2 separate regions of the Nomascus leucogenys genome follow, and region 2 is linked to region 1. Evidence: chromatin contacts called from public Hi-C data. All regions are on one chromosome and are shown on one strand. Each heading gives the region's core, a stretch centred on a gene start, on an enhancer-like site or on the middle of the called end of the contact. The rest is flanking DNA. Distances are from core to core; before and after follow the strand shown.

Evidence for each region. A called contact is a pair of places that touch in the nucleus more often than the background predicts.
Region 2: a Hi-C map of an unstated tissue shows a contact between it and region 1, with 2.6 times the contacts expected there. The contact joins two enhancer-like sites. A contact is called at or near these places in 2 of 4 Hi-C or Micro-C datasets (a lymphoblastoid cell line and an unstated tissue).

The regions. Positions count from the first base shown.
Region 1 is chr10:51,651,515-51,654,876 of Asia_NLE_v1, reverse strand. The region is part of intron 2 of GATAD2A (transcriptional repressor p66-alpha); the gene reads left to right. Among named protein-coding and RNA genes, the nearest start is that of NDUFA13, 27 kb to the right of the region's middle. Within about 2 kb of position 1,461, the one cell type or tissue checked has an H3K27ac peak away from gene starts, as active enhancers do. A contact at or near this core is called in a lymphoblastoid cell line, where this site is marked.
Region 2 is chr10:51,721,640-51,725,287 of Asia_NLE_v1, reverse strand. The region is part of intron 1 of GATAD2A (transcriptional repressor p66-alpha); the gene reads left to right. Among named protein-coding and RNA genes, the nearest start is that of GATAD2A, 37 kb to the left of the region's middle. Within about 2 kb of position 1,892, the one cell type or tissue checked has an H3K27ac peak away from gene starts, as active enhancers do. A contact at or near this core is called in a lymphoblastoid cell line, where this site is marked.

The sequences.
Region 1 (3,362 bases), core at 212-2,711:
AGCCAGCCTGGAGGAGGATTTCTTGTCCCGAGGCCTCATGGGCCACTGGTCATGGTCATCCCTAACTTCCCTAGTGTGTGCAAGACTTGGGGGATCTTGCCAGGCGCGGTGGCTCACGCTTGTAATCCCAGCACTTTGGGAGGCCGAGGCGGGCGGATCACGAGGTCAGGAGATCGAGACCACGGTGAAACCCCGTCTCTACTAAAAATACAAAAAAATTAGACGGGCGTGGTGGCGGGCGCCTGTAGTCTCAGCTACTCGGAGAGGCTGAGGCAGGAGAATGGCGTGAACCCAGGAGGCGGAGCTTGCAGTGAGCCGAGATCGCGCCACTGCACTCCAGCCTGGGCAACAGAGCAAGACTCCGTCTCAAAAAAAAAAAAAGACTTGGGGGATCTTGCTGAAATACAGACTTTGATCAAGCAGGTCTGGGGCGAGGAAGACACGCTGCATTTATACAAGTTCCGGAGAAGCTGTCCTGCTGCTGTGGAGGTGACAGCGGTGGTCAGACATTCACGGGGCCAGCCCCAAGCCCACCTACAGCCTCGCCCCCACCTGCCACTCCCATTTTGTGTCTGTCCATCCTGGTAGACTGAACCCTAAGGACAGAACTTCCTTTTATCCAGGGGTTCCTCCCCACTGCCTGCTGCAGCACCTGCTTTTTAAATGAGCTCTCAGCAGATGTAAGGAATGAATGAATGAATCAATGAATCAATGAATGAGGGAGAGGGGTATGCCTTCCCTGTATACCAGGCAGGCCCGTTCAGAGAACCACAAAGGTCCCAGTTTCCAAGGACGGCTCCTTCCTGGCACTGGCTGAGGGGACACTAAATATTAACCACATACTGGCCGCTGGTTGCTGAGCAGCTGAAAGCCATAACCTTGTGCTGTGGAAGTGGGATCGTGTCTCGATTTAAATTTATAATCCCGGCCTCTCCTCCAGGAAATTCTATGGAAGTTCCTGGCAGGTAACAGAATTTCTGTGCTTGTGAGGTCAGGGCCAGTGCCAGTGGGTCAGGGAGGGGGGTGGTGCGTGACAGGGAGCGGGTGAGACCATTTATGCTGATAACAGCCGGGCCTGCTTCCAGGGAGTTTTGTAGGTCACATAAAATCTCTTGATCACTATGTTTTATCTTAAGGCTTCTCAAGATGGGCAGGACGGGCTTATGGGATTTGTCCTGAACTATCACATCACTTCCAAATAAACTTGGTGCCCGGGATGGCCGCTGTGGAGTGAATGGCAGACACTGTCCCTGAGCCACGATGCCATCCCTCCCAGCATGTTGGGCTAGATTTCCACTGGTTTTGTTTACTTTAGACAGTTTTTATAATTAAATTTTTCCCTGAAATAATGCCTGCAGTCATTTTGAGCCACATGCTCTTTTTCCTGAATTAAAGATCTCTTAAAAAGTACTGAGACTCTTAAAGCCCCTCTCCTTTAAAAAGTGAGCTTAACAAAGTTTTTCATTTTAGAAACTTAGAGGGGCCAGTGGCCCTGCTGTGTGCGGTGTATGTACAGGTGACTGGAGCCTATGGTGCAGCAACAGTCCCCTGTGGGCCGGCGCCACACAGGAAGTGCCTGCAGCTCCACAGTCCTGGGGTGAGCCTGGCGCCTCCATTTTCTGACAGCACCTGAACCTTTACCTCCCTTCTCAAAATGAAGGCTGCGTGTCACAAACCGGTTGGAACTGGCCGTTGCCATGGTTTTCATGTTGGAAGGCACAGTTAAAGGGTCATGTGACCAAGGAGGGAAATGCCTTTGTCACATGACTTTTTGGTGGCCTGATTAGCATACAGGAAGTTCACTCCCTGCTGGCTGCTGGGATGCTGAGTGATCATTGATGGGTGGTGACATCATCTCTTGGATGAGTTATTGATTAGTCGCAGGCCAAGATGGGGCCAGGGAGCGCCGTGGTCAGAGCAGCCCTCTCAGGCAGCAGCTTCAGCTGCTAGGTGGTCTGGACCCCTCGCCTGCCCTCTTCCCTCAGGCAGATTTGAATTTTATTAGACATCTCACCTCTGGAAGAAGCATATGCATGCCCTCAATAACACGATAAGAACTGTTAAGTTCCTTAGAGCTTGGCTGTCATTTCATTTCAGATCATGCTAGCCCAGGTTGGCCCCCTGCTCCCCTGTTCACTTTGGAGACCACCTGGGTGGAGGCCAGCTGCTGCAGCTCTGTAGTGGAGCCCTGGGACTGCCTGCCTCTGAGGTGCTCAGTGTGTGTACACGTCCAGGGAACCTGGAATTAGAGCCCTGAGGTCACCTTGAAAGTCGATCTTGGGCAGCATGGGGCCGGCAGCAAGGAGAGACATGCTGGCGGTTTGCTAAGACCTGAGTGAGGTGTCCTGGGTTACTTTAGAAACAGGGTTACTTTAGAAACAAACTACCCGGTTCTGGGCTTCAGAATGTGGACTGATAACCCTTTGCCTGGGGGATTGTATACTTCGAAATCGTACCTTTCTGTCCACGCCCAGGTCTCCGGTGAGAAGCTGGTTCATCAGGGCTAGGACCAGTGTTCAGGTACAGCTGCCACGTAGCGCTGGTGGGTGGAATTAGGAGGGACCAGAGGAGAACAAGTAAAGCGGTTCCTGAGTCCGGCATCTGGCGAGTCCAGGGCAGCATTGGTGAAGCCTTAGCCTCTGGTGCTCTGTGTCCACCCTTCCCTGCGGACACAGCTCATGGGCATGGAGGGGACCTCAGAGGTCCTGAGGGCTGCTAGAGCAGAGTCAGGTTCTTCATCCTAGCGACTCTCCTCAACCCTGCCAGGGTCTTATTATCAACTAGACCCTGGCAGAGCAAGACCCAGGACAACTTTGAGCTGCGGCTCCCAGTTAACTTTGTCCGAGTTTGTTCTCTGGGTCACAGTGCCACCTAGAGGACGTGTTCTGTCCTTGGCTGGTTTTCCTGCTGACAAAAAAACGGACCTGATTCACATCGATAAAAGTACAATGAGGCCGAGGCGGGCGGATCATCTGAGGTCAGGAGTTCAAGACCACCGTGGCCAGCAAGGTGAAACCCTGTCTGTACAAAAATACACACACACACAAAAATTAGCCGGGCATGATGGTGCATGCCTGTAATCCCAGCTACTCAGGAGGCTGAGGCAGGAGAATCACCTGAACCAGAGAGGTAGAGGCTGCAGTGAGCCGAGATTGCACTACAGCACTCCAGCCTGGGCGACAGAGCGAGACTCCATCTCAAAAGAAAAAAGAAAGAAAGAAAGTACAATGAACCCAGATCTTCAGGGACAGTTTGCCTTGTGCCGTCAGCAAATGGAGCTGCTTGGTTGGGGACAAAGTGCCATCTCTGGGACTTGCATTGGGTCAGCGACACCACAGCAGGTGTTCAGCCTTGCGCCTTCA
Region 2 (3,648 bases), core at 643-3,142, 70 kb before region 1:
TCCATGCCTTTTACAGCTGGGCTCAGTCCTGGGAGTTTCTAGCAATTCAGTAGAGGGTTAAGTTAACATGCACTTAGTTAGAGGAATAGAGGAATCCCGGGTCTGTACTGATCTCTACATCTTTTTTTTTTTTTTTTTTTTTTTTAAGATGGATTCTTGTTCCGTCACCCAGGCTGGAGTGCAGTGGTGCGATCTCAGTTCACTGCAGCCTCCGCCTCCCAGGTTCAGGTGATTCTTGTGCCTCAGCTGCTCGAATAGCTGGGATTACAGGCACAAGCCACCACGCCCAGCTAATTTTTGTATTTTAGTAGAGATGGGGTTTTGCCATGTTGGCCAGGCTGGTCTCGAACTCCTGACCTCAAGTGATCCGCCTGCCTTGGCCTCCCAAAGTGCTGAGACAGGTGTAAGTCACCGCCCTGGATGATGCCTACCTATATCTTTGGTACAGGAAGTTTTCCCAGAGCCTTGGGAAGGATCCAGTCCTAGGACCGTCTCAGTCAGATTGTTCTCAGTGGTACAGTGGTTCAGGTTTGAGCCTGGGCCTAGGAGGTGGCTGACCTGGGTCTGGATTCCCATCTGACTTATTAACTGTGTGACCTTGGACAACCATCTTGACTTTTTTTTTTTTTTTTGAGACAGAGTCTCATTCTTGTCACCCAGGCTGGAGTGCAGTGGTGCGATCTCAGCTCACTGCAACCTTTGCTTCCCAGGTTCAAGCAATTCTCCTGCCTCAGTCCCCTGAGTAGCTGGGATTATAGGCGCGCACCACTATATCCAGCTAGTGTTTTTTTTTTTTTTAAGTAGAGATGGGGTTTCACCATGTTGGCCAGGCTGGTCTTGAACTCCTGACCTCAGGTGATCCGCCCACCTCGGCCTCCCAAAGTGCTGGGATTACAGGCGAGAGCCGTCGCGCCCAGCCCATCTTGACTCTTTTTTTTTTTTTTTGAGACGGGTTCTCGCTCTGTCACCCAGGCTGGAGTGCAGTGGTGTGATCTTGGCTCACTGCAAGCTCTGCCTCCCAGGTTCCCGCCATTCTCCTGCCTCAGCCTCCCAGGTAGCTGGGACTACAGGCGCCCACCACCACGCCTGGCTAATTTTTTTTTTTTTTTTTTTGTATTTTTAGTAGAGACGGGGTTTCACCGTGTTAGCCAGGCTGATCTCGATCTCCTGACCTCGTGATCCGCCCGCCTTGGCCTCCTAAAGTGCTCAGATTACAGGCGTGAGCCACCGCGCCTGGCCCCATCTTGACTTTTTAAACCTTGGTTTTCTCCTCTGTCAGGTGTGGATATTGGCGGTAGTCCCTTGCGTGAAGTGCTGATAACGGTTTGGGTTCCATCATGTGAAGTGTGGGTACGATGACAGTCCCTCGTGTGAGTGTGGGTATGATGACAGTACCTCGTTCTGTGGTTATGAGGATTAAATGAAATCAGGCATGTAACGTGTTGGCACATCGCCTGGCACCAAATAAAGAATTCAGTAATTGTTAGCCACTGTTTCCTCTTTCAGTAACAAAACCTCTTGTCAACATATTAGAGATAATTCTCTTGGTGTCCCCAAAGTTTTCAGAAGTGTGCTTTTCTCTAGCAGTTTGAATCCAGGTGCCTGGCAGTAACTTTCTCAGTTGAGGGTCAGGTCCTCCCCATCCTGCCCCAGCAGTGCCTGAGGGACACTGGGGGAGGCCTGGACTGTGAGGATGCATGAGCAACCCCATCCTGGGGACAGAGACAAGCAGGGCCTGGCTTGGCTGCATGTTAGTGCTGACATAGGGGTTAGGTAGGGCCTGGATCTGCTTGAGGTGGCTTGAGATAGAGGAAGGGAGGGCCAGGGAGGTGAGGGCAGCAGGCCTCCTTGGAGGAAGAGAAGGCTGGCCCAGTGAAAGCCAGTTGAATGGATGAGTGAACTAATGCCCCTGCCCCTATGGCCCTGCCCCTCCTCCCCCCTTCTGGCCTGTACTGTCCCTTTGCCTGTCCATACCAGTTAACCAGGGCATGTATTGCATGTAGTTTGGGTTGTCTAGGCAGTGCTGTGCTTCAGTGACACTTTGTGGTTGACTTGGGACCCTGACCACACTGAGAGCAGTGCGCTTCTCTGGGTTGGATGGCTGGGTTCTCAAGGACCGACAGCTTAGAATTGTGGAGGGTGGAGTGTGTGCCAGCCCTGTGTTGGCCTGCCTGCTGGCGTGAAGCCTGATATGTGCAGCCACTCTACTGTGTGCGAGGGAAGAAAGACATCCTAGTCCATGTTGGACATGGGCTCTGTGTGGGAGAGTTCAGCCTCTTGTGGGGCCCTGTCTTACTCTGGGGGTGACGCAGGTGAAGTCTGCTGAGGACCTAGCCTAAGGCTGCGTAGTCTGACAGATTTCTTCAGACCTTCTCTCTCTTTTTTTTTTTTTTTTTCTTTTTGAGACAGAGTCTCACTGTGTTGCCAAGGCTGGGAGTATGCAGTGGCACAATCTTGGCTCACTGCAACCTCCACCTCCTGGGTTCAAGCAATTCTCCTGCCCCAGCCTCCCACGTAGCTGGGATTACAGGCACCCACCACCATGCCCAGCTAATTTTTGTATTTTTAGTAAAGATGGGGTTTCACCATGTTGGCTAGGCTGGTTTCGAACTCCTGACTTCAGGTGATCTGCCCTCCTTGGCCTCCCAAAGTGCTGGGATTACAGGCGTGAGCCACCACACCCAGCCAGACCTTCTTATTTTTAGGCAGCGATTCTAGTGAAATTTACATTGTTCCTTATAACACATCAGCATTTTCATACTGAAGCCTCTTCCCAGCAAGGAAAACACCATTTGAGGCAGAAACAGCAAGGGTATTTCAAGGCTCTGGGATTGCTTGCTTCCCACCGCAGGAGGCAGGTGGTTTGGCCTTTGCTATCTGGCTCCTCTTGGAGCAGGGTTCCCCAGGTGCCAGCCCCCACCAGCGCAGTTTTTCTCCCTGCTTGCTCCCACAAGCAGAACTCCTCCTAGCTGGCAGGGCCCCACGTCCACCTGGCACCTCCTTTCCCCAAGCCTCGGTGTCCCTTCTGTGACATCTAAGACTTCAGGGAGGCATTGCTTCCTCCATCTTGGCCTCAGTTTATCCTGTAAGGGCTGGGGATAGTGGTGAGGACAGTTGACAGTTCTGTGAAACACTCTGAGGAGCCCTTGCTGTTCTTGCATCTTCCAATCCTACTTTTATTGTCTGATACTGTACATTGTTGAGGAGGTGTGGAGTATGTGTACAGCCTTGCATTTCTCTATTCTTTTTGTTTGTTTGTTTGTTTGTTTGTTTTTGAGATGGAGTCTGGCTCTGTCACCCAGGCTGGAGTGCAGTGGCGCGATCTCGGCTCACTGCAAGCTCCGCCTCCCCGGTTCACACCACTCTCCTGCCTCAGCCTCCTAAGTAGCTGGGACTACAGGCGCCCACCACCATGCCCGGCTAATTTTTTGTATTTTTAGTAGAGACAGGGTTTCACCGTTTTAGCCAGGATGGTCTTGATCTCCTGAACTCGTGATCCTCCTGCCTCGGCCTCTCAAAGTGCTGGGATTACAGGCATGAGCCACCGCGCCCTGCCTTTTGTTTGTTTTTGAGATAGGATTTCCTTCTGTTACCCAGGCTGGTATGCAGTGGCACAAAAATGGCTCACTGGAGCCTTGACTTCCTGGG